2 separate regions of the Gossypium hirsutum genome follow, and region 2 is linked to region 1. Evidence: chromatin contacts called from public Hi-C data. All regions are on one chromosome and are shown on one strand. Each heading gives the region's core, a stretch centred on a gene start, on an enhancer-like site or on the middle of the called end of the contact. The rest is flanking DNA. Distances are from core to core; before and after follow the strand shown. Region 1 holds the start of LOC107917867 (squamosa promoter-binding-like protein 14). Region 2 holds the start of LOC107917874 (AT-hook motif nuclear-localized protein 10).

The links. A called contact is a pair of places that touch in the nucleus more often than the background predicts.
Region 2: a contact with region 1 is called in a Hi-C map of leaf, with 2.6 times the contacts expected there. The contact joins the promoter of LOC107917874 here to the promoter of LOC107917867 in region 1. A contact is called at or near these places in 2 of 34 Hi-C or Micro-C datasets (both in leaf).

Annotation. Positions count from the first base shown.
Region 1 is chrA01:18,934,970-18,941,897 of Gossypium_hirsutum_v2.1, forward strand. LOC107917867 (squamosa promoter-binding-like protein 14) reads right to left here and starts at 3,170. Exons shown (of 12, transcript XM_016847235.2): 1 at 2,660-3,170; 2 at 2,496-2,562; 3 at 1,520-2,153; 4 at 1,225-1,418; 5 at 298-1,142; 6 at 88-162. The coding sequence starts at 2,112. LOC121229639 (a long non-coding RNA gene) reads left to right here and starts at 2,939. Exons shown (of 2, transcript XR_005927493.1): 1 at 2,939-3,079; 2 at 3,190-3,540.
Region 2 is chrA01:19,201,478-19,208,574 of Gossypium_hirsutum_v2.1, forward strand. It overlaps LOC107917874 (AT-hook motif nuclear-localized protein 10), which reads left to right and starts at 4,694. Exons shown (of 6, transcript XM_016847247.2): 1 at 4,694-4,944; 2 at 5,524-6,157. The coding sequence starts at 5,644.

The DNA of each region.
Region 1 (6,928 bases), core at 1,920-4,419:
CATCATTAATCCCTACAAGAACATTATGGAATCTCCACTTCCAATTATATGCAATAATAAAGCCAATTTTGGCAAACAACTCCTCACCTGGGTCCGTAGTGTACCGGGGAAGTGGCTGGGGTCCTTGTCAAATAGCTTAAAAATTATTCGCCCAGTACGATCCTGCTTAGAAACCATTCAACCATTAGAAATGTTAATGTAACACACATACCAAGCACAAGCATGATGCATGGTAAAAGAAAGCAAAATGAAGTATAACCTAAATAAAAATTAGAATAGGTACTACTTATACGATACCTGAGCATCAGAGTTCAAGCTAGAGGGGGAATGATCTGACCCAGAAGAAGACGTATACCCCGCTTGAGAAGGGAAATGTTGAAATGAACCACGTCCTGTTCCTCTCTTTGACCCACTAAAAAGCTCAAGAGGTATAATAGAACCATGAGCCCTGCTTGTCTCAGCATTTGTATTAGCATGTCTGCCAATGGGCACTTTCTCATATTTGACAGCTTCAGGTGTGCTATGCATCGGGAAGAATTTTTGTACAACTGGAGATGAAGATGGAGATCTTTCCTCCATTGGATTGCTACTGTCAGAAGAGAAATATTTCCTAGATGATGCTAGCTTTGGTGGGCTATCATCCTCAGGTGAGGAGCTAAATAGCTGCAATGGTAAATTAGCTCGAGTTTCTTGAATCTGGCATTCTGAATCTTCAACAGGAGATTGATAACTGGTACTGCTTCTTTCTCCTCCGAATGAAGTAAACTCCAGAGGAGCTCTGTTTAACGAGCTGGAAGCAGCTACATTATCAGGACAGATGGACTTGGTCTTCTGGCTATCACTGCTCTGGCTGCTTCTTTGAGATAACATTGCAAGGGCATCGGAAGAAGAGGACGTCAATGTAGCTGAAAGGGCAGCAAGCAAATCTACTGTAGATGGAGAAGATGTGTTTTTCCCATTCAATTGGTTTTGATTGCCTAGCGAAGGTTGCTCCTGGCTCTTCCTGTTCAAAACTCCAACATTGGGTAGCTTTGCAGCCAGGTCCATTGGCAAAGGTAATGAATTAATCTTACTAAGAATCTGAAGGAGTTGATCTCTATTTGGAACCGGTGAGGGATTAATGCTTTTGTCCTCAGTTTTACCTATACATTAAGCGCACAAACATCATCTTCAACTTAAAAAGTATAATTTGTAAATTTTACTCATTTAGAAAAAATTTCTTGCCTTGTGTCCTAGCCAAAAGAGTCAGCAAGCTGACAATATCTAAACTTCCATTCCCGGCATTATCCCTGTTTGCAGGGAGTAAAAGCCGTGAGGTCACATCTTCAGGTTGTGTCTTCCTTCTACGGCGATTATGCCCGGCAAGCCTACGCCTACAACTTCTCTTCCCCTCATCAAACTCAGAAAGAGGGTGAAACCTGCACATAAGCATTATAAAGGTGATGTGGGTTCAACCAATAGCTAAAAAACTAGATGCCAAGGGTAAAAATTTTAAGAATGAGAACATAAAAGTACCAACCTGCTACACTGCTGGCAGAACCTCTGCATCTGCTTCTCAACAAGAGCTTTAGTCGCTTTACTATGAATCTCACACACTTTATGCCGACGGTGATAGTCCTTTGCATTAGAAAGATCTTCCTTACAATTATCAACCTGACACATGGGGTAGCTGGTACTCCCAGGCGATCCACCACGGACCTTTTTGTTAGGCCTAGAAACAGGCTCTTCCACAGAATTCAATCCCCCACCTAGATTCAGTTGCAGTCTCTCATCATCATCATTTGCTGCAGTGGCCTTTTTGGATGTTATAGAGTTTTCATTCCCATTAACATGACCTTTCTTTCTCTGTTCTGCTGTAGCAGTCCCTGTCTGAAGAATCTCGGTGTTTAAGGGTTTGGCAATGAATCTCACAGCATCCCACTCCCATTGCTTTGGGTTCCAGTTGTCCCTGGGGTTGGCAACACGCTGCTGTGAAGGGTTTTGGTACAGAAAGTCTGAGGCCTGATAAGAAAGGTCACGTTTCCTGGGTAAAGAAGGCGTATCACAGAAGCGGCTGGCAAGGGCCTGATGAATATAAAGGGGAGGAGCTACTTGCGCGCCTGCATCCTCCATGGGTCTGAAAATAACTTGGTTTTCCAGACACCAAATGATCTCTGGACAAAAGAAATGGCTATTTTAACAAGTTATTTTTGAGAATCTATAACTACTAACATAAGAGAAAGTAGTTCATCTCATCCAAAAAGTCAAAATAAGAAAGATGAATAGTCAAATCTTATAGGGGATGATAAGGCTTGAGAATAAACACTCCGGATCATAATTTTCAGGGCAGATTATCAGATCAGACAAAGATTGGGACTTGGATAAAAACATATTCAACGACTGACACATGTAGAAATCAAATTAAAATCTAAAAAAGAGCAAGATGAATGATAACAGTTATCCAAATAAATAGCAAATATATGCGCATAAGAAAATAAAGAAGATTTGAAACATACCTTTCACAAAAACCTCAGCTTGAGGATTTCACGGCTGATTATCAGATCAGACAAAGATTGGGAACTACTAGAGAAATGTAAAAAAAAAATTAAATTAAAAAGAGCCAGATGAATGATACAACACAAGCAAATAGAAAATATAGGCGCGTAAATAAATAAGATACCTTAACCAAATCCCAGCTTAACGCTTCATCATCTCGTAAAAGCAAATAAAAAAATTAAAAAGAAGTGAAAGCAACCACCGCCTTCAACCTTTTCAGCCTTTTACTTCATGGTAATCACAGATCTGAATTCTCCTTTCTCCCAGATACCAACCATCAGACTTGGACTTGCGTCTCCCTCTTTGAAATTAAAAAAAAAAGACAAGGAAAACGGAAAAAAATATATATAGGAATCAAAGGTAGAACAGCAAGGAAACGCAGTCAGATCCGAGAAGATGAACATGAAACAACTGGGAACTTGGGTTTGGCTCCACAACTTTGGTTTACTTTTTTGTTGTCTCTCTCAAAAGAAATAAGAAGAAGAAGAAGAAGAAGAAGAAGAAGCAAAAAGTAAAACTTGGTAGCAGACTAGTTAGTAGGCTGGTATTCCATTTCTAATTTTTTTTACTTTTTCGCTGTGACTGCCTTTGCCTTTGCCTTTGCCTTTGCCTTTGCCTTTGCCTTAGCTTGAATTATTTTATTTATTTTATCAGGTTTGTTTAATATTAGGGGTCGGGTGTTGCCGTAAATCGTAAATTGAAGCTGGATTGAGGTTATATTCATAATTTAGGGCCGCCCACGGAGCAACGAAGAATCCAAGACTCTTCCTTTCCTTGTTCTTAACTTGTCTAGTTTAGTCATTACCCGTAAGTGTAAGTAGCACGTTCTTTGTTGTTTTTGAGTTGTACTTGTATGTATGGTAATGGTTAACTAAGTTCTTGAATTTTGTGTTTAATAAGCCCTTCATTACTAGTTTAATTAGTATTGATTGGGAGTTGGAATGTATTTGGATATATAATGTTTTTTTTAGATATTTATATAAGATGATACTTGAATTTTTAAAATGGGAATTTTGTTATAAGGGGTTTGAATTTGTTATGAATTAAAGATCTCTCTTATCTTAAATTATGTATTTCAGTTTTTCTCACATTGACCCCTTTAATTTTTCTAGCCTTACAATTTAGTTCATAGGCCTTAATCTTTAAATTTTCATTATCAACCAACTAATTATTCTAATTAATACTTGGTCACTAACTAATGAGCCTCTAATTCACTATCATGCCCACTCCCAAAAACTTCTTGATTTGACTTCCCAAAATAGCTAGGTTTAATAAATTCGACCTAAAATTGATATTTCGAAAACCAGGTGTTACACTCACACTTCATATGGGTTGCCCCTTAAGGAATCTCTTTGTTTTCCTCTTCATTGGTCTAAAGCTTGAGGATGAAGGTCCTGGACGTGTGCTAATAGTTTGAAACTTCCTAGATCTCACACCAAAATTTTAAAACTTATTTCCTTGTCTTTACAGCTCTTGTAAAAATAAGACGTTGCGTCCAATAGCTACGTTGCAAAGCTTCATAAGGGATGGAAGAGTTAAGAAGACAAGTTTCTCTTTTTCTTTGACCCCCTTCTATTTCCATTCAAGTGGTTTTCCTTGTGTCCTTCTAATTGGCAGTGATAAGATGTAACAAATGCTGTGCATATATCTAACAATAAGGTTTGGGGAGTGATCATGTTTAGATGAAGGAAATTATCAAGGTATCCCTTCATTACCTCTTTAAAGGGAAGGCTTTCTCCTTTGTGCATTTGAGAAGTCGACATTGTTTTTGATCCTTTTCTTTTCTCCCCAAACTACTTCCTAAAGTGTTATTAGGCATTCTTGTTCTAATAAGGAGATCTATGGAGGGGGCCGTGAATATGAAATCAACTTTATCCTCATGTTAACTTCATATGAGTGCCTTAACTTTTTCATGTGACCATTGTGTTGTTAAGTCACTTGGCATAACAAAATAGTCTCCCTTTGTCATTAAAATGAATATACATTGATCTATTTAGGGTCATTTTCTTCCTATAAAGCTTGTGCACCTTCTATCTTGAAAGGTATTCCACCTTCATTCTAGGCTACCTTCTTTGTCCAATGGTTGCTGAACTATGATTTTGGCGCATATGGAAAGGTTGGATTTTTTGTCTTGCCAAGCAGTCAACCTTAGGGGATCATATTCATCCTTTTTCCCTATTGGCTTTATTTGTGAATGGGTGGCCATCGTGTGTTAACATCCTAAGATCCCCTACTTTTGCACCAATATTTGGAGACTCTTAAGATTCCTTTTATTGTGGTGCCCCGCTCTTCCATCTTCTAAAGAATAGAGTCTTTGTTCTATGAATCTTTCCAATTGTTCTTTTCTTACAACTACTTCGGTGATATCCTTCAGGTTAAGGTAGTCATTTGTTGTGTGGCACTTTATCATTGTGATAAGGCGCTCAGCTGTAGACTTCCTCTTCTATAGGTTGGACTGTATAAGTGGTAGAGTTCTCAACATTCCTTTAGCCTTGCTAAGAATATCCTTTTACGAGGTATTTAAAAGAGTGTAATGAAGATACAGTGTAAATGACACCCCGTTAAATGTTTTATATGTCAATAGCTTTGACACCTTATTACAGCCTCATCTTCCCTTTATCGGGGCAGAGAGATTTGGTTACGCCCTTAAGATAGGGTTGTGTTAACATCTTAGAGTTTGCCTTTAACTCTAAAAATATTTTTACTTCATTTCTTGGTTACTTATTGTCTCCCAATAAATTGTGGAAAGAATGGATGGGTATGATTATGGCTCCATCATTGTAATTGCGGAAAGGATAAGTTATAGGCTTCCACAACGTCATTTTGATCTTTGTTCTAGTACCAACATGGAGTTGATAGTGGATAGCTTTTTGGCTTTCTTATTCTTAATGGCAATAGCTCTCTAAGGGTAAAGACATAATTTTTTATTTGTTTCCAACAAACAACGCCAATTATTATAACAATTAAGTTATACAAGTACTTAGGGTGTACAATAATGATGGTTCACACCATAAGTGGTGCGGAAAGCTACTAAGGATGGAGGGTTAAGCTGATTAGGAGTGGTTATAGAGTGTTTGTATTGTGAGTAGATGAGTTCTTTTCTCTATGGGTTTTTCTCTTACTTTGATGCAGAGAGTAGATATTTATAGAGGGAGAGTGACTATTAAGGCCCTAGTCATCAAGCACTCCACTTTATAGGTGTAGGGGTTAGACTAGCAGATTTCAATCTAAAGACATTTTTGAAGTCGATGTTAGATGACTAGACAGTGCGCCATCAGGTTTGAGATGGAGTTGAATTAGCAAGTTCTAACAAGAGCTCTTTTTTATATATCTTCTGGAGATTATGCAAATCCACTTTATGTGATATGCTGTTATTGTGAGGGAAAGCTAAGACTATGCTTCTAATAAAGCCATGAGTCCGAGCTTCATGAGTTTTACCTTTAAGTGTAGACGTCACATAGTTCAACAATGAATGATATGTTAGAGATATAACAATATTTAATATTTTATAATTGATTTTAAATAACAACATGCCTAGTTTATTAAAATAGTTAGTAGGATCGGTTCATCCCAATTCAATCGTGAAATACCTTATTCAAAATTACTGAATCTAATCGGTAATTTAATTCTTGGGGAATTTTTATTTTTATTTTTATGAGAACTAATAATTGTTTTAAAAAGTTAAAATGAAAACAAGGCATCAAAGCTATCATTGATACTATGGTGATTCACATTACACTTCAATTTAATGCATTTCTACTCTTTTAATTGAATGAATGCCAGTTGTAAAGGAAATTACATTTTCACCGGTTCATTCGGAGGGAGAATCGAGGGGTGAAAACGAAGAGGTAGAGTCTGAATTTAATTAATGGTAATTTTGATTTTAACTTCCAAATTTAATATTTGATTCAAATTAAATCGAGTATTATTTTTTAAATTTTAACTCGTAAAGAATTAAATATTTTCAAAAATAATATAATAAAAGAAAATCTAAAAATTTGTAAACATCAACCAAATCCAAAAGTAAAGTAAGATTCAAAAACTAGATGTACATACAGCTTATCAATAATCTCAGTTTGAAAGGAAAAAAAAAGCATTACCTGTAGAAGAAATACAAATTAAAAAGTAACCAACCAGCAAAAAAGATTTATTATTTGAAGTATTATTGATAGCAACAAGCAAGTAATTATAAAATTTAAAAAAATATTTTAGGAAAACCTTTAAAAAATATATTTCAAGAATAAACACATTTTATGAAAGTGATCACAAATTTCTTGTATACATTCCTAGTAAGAAGTGGATTAAAGAGTAAAAATAATGGTTATGAGCTTTAAAGTGACGAGAATTAAACTCTCAACCATTGGTTAAAATAGAAAACACCATTACTATTTCA
Region 2 (7,097 bases), core at 3,444-5,943, 270 kb after region 1:
TAATTCTAAGTTAAGGTAAAGTAATTATTCTAACTCATGCATGTCATTGTGATTAACTCTTAAAAGTTTCCTGCTTAATATTCTATGTTGCATTTTGTCTTGCATACTTAGATTAATTTTAGGTAGATTAATTAGTTCATTCATCACTCTCAATTTATAATTTCACAATATTTGCGTTGCATATACAGTCTCTGTGGAGACAATACTCTTTACTCACTACTTTATTACTTGTTGACGATTATGTACACTTGCATATCATTCGATAATTTCATGAAAGTTCCACAAATCATGCCAGATCAAGTGGTCGAATAAGCTCCATCTAATCAATTGACCTCCATATGACACTCTTTGTGTAATCGTCACGGACTTTGATTCGTGTCCCGTGACATAGGGGCCAACTTTGCTTATGGAATAAAGTTTAGTTATTTGGTTTGGTCAAAAAAATTTAGGTACGTAACTCAAACAAAGAGCATAATTTAAGGGCATTTTGTTCAATTAAGCCTAAATAAAATAATAACACATCAAGAGGATGGAAAAAACAACGCACGATATAAGAACTTAAGATCAATACACCCCAAAAGCTAGAGAAGCGAGATTTGGACATGCACTTCAGTGAGTTTGAACAGTAACTTACAGTGTTTTGAAAGTCCTTTGCAATCTTATGTATCTCCACTTGTCACCAACATTGGTTGCCTCTTCAATCACAAGTATCGTCGAATGAATTTCCCCTTATTCTTTGTGAGTTTCTTCTCTCCTTTTTCCTTATCTTCTTATTTTACTGAAGCTTTCACACCTTCTTGTAGGTCTAGGGCTCGATGTAGATCTCAGATTCAAGAGGAGGCACTGACAATGATGAGTTATGAACAATGAAGGTTATTCTTGAGTGTTAGATCGATTTTTTCCTTTCTCTAGAGAACCTCAAGATTATCAATATCTGTAAAAAAAAAAGTTTTGAAAGTCCCCCTATCGTTTTTTTAACTCTCCTAGTAAAACCATCTTCCCCTTAACTTCTTTCTTTTTTTTACCTCTTTTTTTCCCTTGTTGTCCCTTTTTTATCTAAGTAATAATAAATGTATGTTTGGACAGCACAAAATAATTGAATAAAAGCGTAATTACTAGGTTAGTAATTACACTCTCTTGTAATTACAATAATTACAAAGAATTATAATTTTCTAAACGTGTTTGAATGGCATAGTATAATTACATTGTAATTTCCTATGTTATGTTTGGTAGTACAAATTGTAATTACACAATTACATAATTTATATTTTTAAAAATATAATAACAAATATTATAATGTGATGTTAATATAAGAAATATTGTTTAGAACAATAAATGTATTCTCAACCACATTTCGAAGCTTTGAATGTCTCAAATTAAAAAGTTTCCAAGCTATCTATGGTGTTTGTGTCTGGCACCATTCTCTCTAATAGTATTATATCCTCACAATAAGGTGCAAAAAAACATTTTCTATTTGCATATTAGCATCTACCTTATAATATTTGGTTTCTTAGTCCAAATACTGTATAGCATTAATTATAAAAATTAAATTTAGAGAATAACTTATGTTAGATTAAATCTTTTTCTATGATATGTAAATTAAATATAAAATAATATAAAATTTATAATATATAACATTCATAAAAAAAGTTTTATAAATTGTCTAATACTTTCATAACACTTCTTATAAACAATATTTTTGTTGTCATAACTCTAGAAAGTTATTTTTTTACAAATAAGTTATAATAATAAAAAAACCTATAACATTTTTTTTATGAATAAGGATACTATTTTTATAATATATAGCATGGACACATAAATAAGTTATGTTCACATTTGGCCATAACATTTTATAAATAAATGTTTTATAACACTTTTATAACATTTAAAAAAAATTCTAATAATTTTCCCATAAATTTAAAAAAATAGATTTTGAATAATATAATTTTTTGGTATAACTTTATAAAATATATAAATTATTTTTATAGTATTTTTTTAGGATTTATAATATAAGAATTTTTTGTTATAACTATCTCAAATATTCATATTTGCTCATACTTATAATATAATTTTTAGAAATTTTATAAAAATTAATTTTCTAAAATTAAATTTGAATGTAATTATCTGTATAATTACTCCAATTTTCACCCCTAAGAATTGAAAGGTGCAATTAAGGAGTTCCAATTACATTCATTCTGTGATACTCATCAATTACAACGGTTACCCAAACATGTCAGTTTTGTGTAATTACAATCAATTACACTAAAATCTAATTAATAGTCGGCTTTTTATTCACTACTTAAATAATATTTAAAAATAAAATCTATGACAAATAAATATTAAAGATAACACTATAAAAAAAAAAGAGATTCACACTCAATCAGAACTCAACCCAAATTTAATTCGGACAAAATATAATTACTACATATATTGTAATAATTCTTTTTATTTCTCAAGGTATCTAAGGGAGCGAGCCTATTAATTAATCATTCGTATTCTCTAAGCCTATTAAGGGGTAGATGTTGACCACAAATTTTAAAGTTATTCTATACCTAGGGCGAGGATTAAACCCTCGACCACTGATTAAGATAGGAGAGACGTTTGCCATCTTACTCATCTCCCGTAAATATAATTTTATATTTCTTTATATTATATGTGATGTTGATTAACTTGATATTACTTTGAGTTTTATGTGTTTTTTGTAAATAAAAATTATTATGTGTTAATTTTCTAATCACATTAATATTAAATCTTAAAACTATTACTACAAAATTTAAATAACTCATACGTGCATCAGCTGTATTGACTATTTAATAAAAAATAGGGTAAACTATTTAATTGGTCACCCAAGTTTTTTGAGCACCTTCATTTTTTATCACTTAAATAAAAATAATTATAATTTATCACCTTAGAGAAATTTTTCATTTTAATCACCTAACCCATCCCACTATAGAATACTTCTTTGACCAAGTCAAACTTCTCCACCAATCAAAATTTTCTTTCATTTTCATTCTCTTTTATTTTGGGTCATATTCAATCTTCTTCTTCCCTAACCAACTTTTTTCCTTCACTGCTTCTAACACCCAAAAATTTTCAAAGCCTAGAAAATCTAGAGTTTATGAAAAAAACTTATTAAAACATAAAAGTTTAAAATCCCAAAACAAAATACAACCAACAATTACAACATGCTAAATGATATATAATTCATGTGTTAAACAGGCCTGAGGGAGATGACTGCTTTCTTAATTCCCTCAAAAGCAACTTAGATAATCTAAAGGAGAAGAAATAAAAAAAATTTCTTCGAGGAAGAACGATGAAAGTAAATTCCGCAAACGAAGCCCTATAACTGAGGGTGTTGAAGATGAGATTGGGTCAGACAATGAGAGTGATGATGATAGTCCTAATGGTTTTATCGTTGAGGGCTTCAACATTACCAGTTGTGACTATAGTTGTAGTGAGTCGCAAGAACATTCCGATTGCAATAATACTCGTAGCGAACAACAAGATGTCTCAAGTAACTCAAATGATGAAGTGGACTTCGATATGATTCTCTCTCAACTCAAAAGGAAAAGGAATCATAAGTCGAATCGGGAATTTGAGGGGGAGATGCTCGTGGCCTTTGGCAAGGATCCAAAACTTTGCATAAAAACTGTATGTGCTCTCTACCTGCAACAAGCATCAAGGGAGAAGCTTTCCAAGATAGCCTTGTGCCAAAACCAGAGATGTTTTAATAAAACCGACGCCTACATGTACGAATTCGAAAATTTATGATTTAAATGACCATCGTCATTGTACTTTGCGCAACAACGGATATCTGTATGTTGGAATTTGTACCGTGTCTTATAGGGGCTAGACGTTGGAAGCACGGACATGGGAGGGAAGAAGAAGAAGAATAAATAAGACCCAAAATACAAGAAAAAGAAAAATGAAAGAAAACTGTGATTGACAAACAAGTTTGACTTGATCAAAGAAGTATTTTAGAGTGAGATTTAGTATGTAAAATCAGATTTTTTGTTATAGGTGAAAATTTTTATTAATGATAATGATTAAATTAAAATTATTTTTATTTAGATGAAAAAATGAAAGCATCCGAAAATTGAAGAACTCGATATTTTACCCTTAAAAATATAATTTCAAAATTCAAACAAGAAAATCATTTTAAAATATTAGAGGTAACTGGAGCCAAAAGCGGGTTACAGTACTTTGTTCGCTTTACAACTAAGAAAGTAGGGGATCTTTAAAGCCGTAAATTACGTGGCAATTTGAAAGAAGCGAGTAGTCGAGTAGGTGAGGAAGCATAGAGTGAAGGCTTTAGTTTACAACAGATAACACAGAAGGAACGAGCGCGTTATCATTCTAAATTCTAATCAAGGCGTGGGAGACTTGGAGTAAATGCAAATTAAAGCTTGTACAGTTGTACTCTACACTAAAATTACGTTGCCAATTTTTTTAAAGAGAATAATGACTTTTTTTCATAAAAATATATATATGTAAATATTTTTACTCTACCTTATAATTTATTAATTTTTTATATTTTTAATGAATTTAATGTATAAATTTCTGTTTACTTAACTATGACTATAACAAACAGAATGATTTAGTATATTATTTTTCTGAATTAAAAAATTATATATTAATTGTCTACTTTTAAAATAAAAGCCCTTTAAGTAATGGGAAAAAGAAAAGAAAAATAGAAAAAAACACAGAGAAAGAGAACAAAAAATTTACTTTAAAAAAAAAGAAAGAGAAAAACTAAAATATTTAAAATAAAAATATCTGAAATAAAATATACTACTAAATAGTAAATACAGCGCCTAAAAATTTCAGATTTCTAGCATTTCTTTGGAAAAAGTTGTTTGCTGCTACTTTGCCTTTTCCCTTCAGAATCCCTACGTTTTTTTTTTCTCATCCGTCTCTTAGTCTCTGAAAATTTCCTATTTATTGGTAAGTTATTGGCATTTTTTTTTGTATTTTTTCTCCTATTTCCTGTTTTTTTTGGATAATAGATTATATATTTGTTATAAAACTGTAATTTTTCGAAAATTCTGAAAATTGTCCGTAAAATTGGTCAGAAATTCCTGGGTTTTTTTAGCCATTATTAAAAAAATTGTAGCTTCATCTTTGTAAGAAAAATGGAATTGAGTAGATTTGGGGACTAAAACTGAAAGGATTGCAACAGTTATTAGGGTTTAAATTTGGCGATGAGTAAATTCTACTTTTTTGCATATAGATTTTTCACCTGGGATTTAAGAGCAAGGTAGCTTGTTAGGCTCAATTTTTTTTTTCAGTGAATTTTGAAAGCTTGATCAACTGACAGTTCCTCGCTCAAGTTGAAATTTGAAACTCCATTTTAATTTATACAAACATTTTCAAAAATCTGCACTTCTCGAGTTCGAGTTCAAGTAGTGAGAGTTCAGTGCACCAAACAGTGAGTGAGTTCTTTTGAACAATAATTCTTAACAGTCAGCATGAGTATAGCATTTCATGTTTGAGATTATTATATTTTTCTGTTTAAAAAATTAGGTTCTTCTCTGCTGTTGCTGCTGCTTCGTGATCTAATGAATTACTTAGGAACGAGCAAAGGAAAGAACTGAAAAAGCATATATAATTCAATTTTAAACACCAAACAGAAAAAGGAGAAGAATGTCGGGATCTGAGACGGGAATGATGGCGAGTAGAGAGCCCTACAGCTTGGGCATGCAACAGAAGAGTCCGGTGGCGTCACAACCGGTGATACAGAACATGCGTTTAGCCTTTAGGTCTGACGGAACAGCTGTGTACAAGCCCATCACTTCCGCCTCACTCACATATCAGCCAGCTTCCGGCGATGGTGGGGCCGAGGGGTCCGCTGGTGGACCTGCGGTCACTCAAGAACAAGGGCAAGCTCTGAACATGAGCATGAGCATGGGGAGCGAACCCTTGAAGAGGAAGAGAGGGAGGCCCAGGAAGTATGGGCCGGAAAGTACCATGCCGTTGTCTCTTATACCAGCTCCTTCCTCTGTCAGCGTAACCCAATCTAATAGTGGAGGAGGATTCCCCTCACCAACTCCTCCGCCACCTCCTTCAGGAGGATCAGCCTCTTCACCAACTTCAGGAAAGAAAGCTAGGGGAAGACCGCGTGGTTCCTGCAATAAGAAGAATCAACTTGAAGCTCTGGGTACTCTTTTCTCTTGATAGTTGATACGCGAATAAAGCATTTTAATCGTTTAATTTGATGAATGTCTTTTTTTGCTTTGGATTGGTAAAAGCACGACATTTTCTGTTTTCTACCTTGTTCTCGAAATGCCACTATACTTAGGAATTAAGATCTAAGAGGAAGGATCTGATTTCCCTGCTTTTTCATTTTTACTCTGTTTTGTGTTATATATAGACAAACACACGTGGGTGGGATGTGGATGGCAGGTGAGGAGAACAAATGGGTAGTGCGGTAAAAATAATAAAGGAGTGATGGTTTTAGTTTTGTTTATGTTTATGTTTTTGGTGTTGGTGATGATTTGTAGGGAGTAGTCTCGATTCTGGGTTCTGATTTCTGACAGGATGGAACCCAAGATGCTTTGCTGAGTAATAATAAATATTAATAGTACTGTAGTACTTACCAGTATTTACCACTAATTAGTAGAAGACTGGAAGTCTTAAAGAGATTATATAAGGATAATCAAACTAATATTCCAAATATCAACACGTAAATACCTGTGATGCTGTGGAATCACATCTGCATCTGTTGTCTGTATTGTAAGATAGACTTCTAACTTTAGACTTGGGATCTGTTCTATCTGACTTTAGACTTCAGATTCTTATCTTTCCCAAATCACTTATATGCATGCCGCCATGCCCTTGCCTCATTTTTCTGTGTCCCCTTTCTTGTTTTTCTATATCTTCACTCTCTTATGTCAATAGCAGCTAGCTAGCAATTAACATCTACCAAGAGTGCTTTTATAAATATATATAATATGTACATAAACATTCTTGAATAATACTGAAGGATTGCAGCTTTCTTGTTATTACAAGATTTTTGTTCTTTTCTTTCCTTTTGTTTTTTTCCTTCAATTACTTTTTCAATATGAAGCATAGTCATTCTATGACTATCAAGTTTTTAT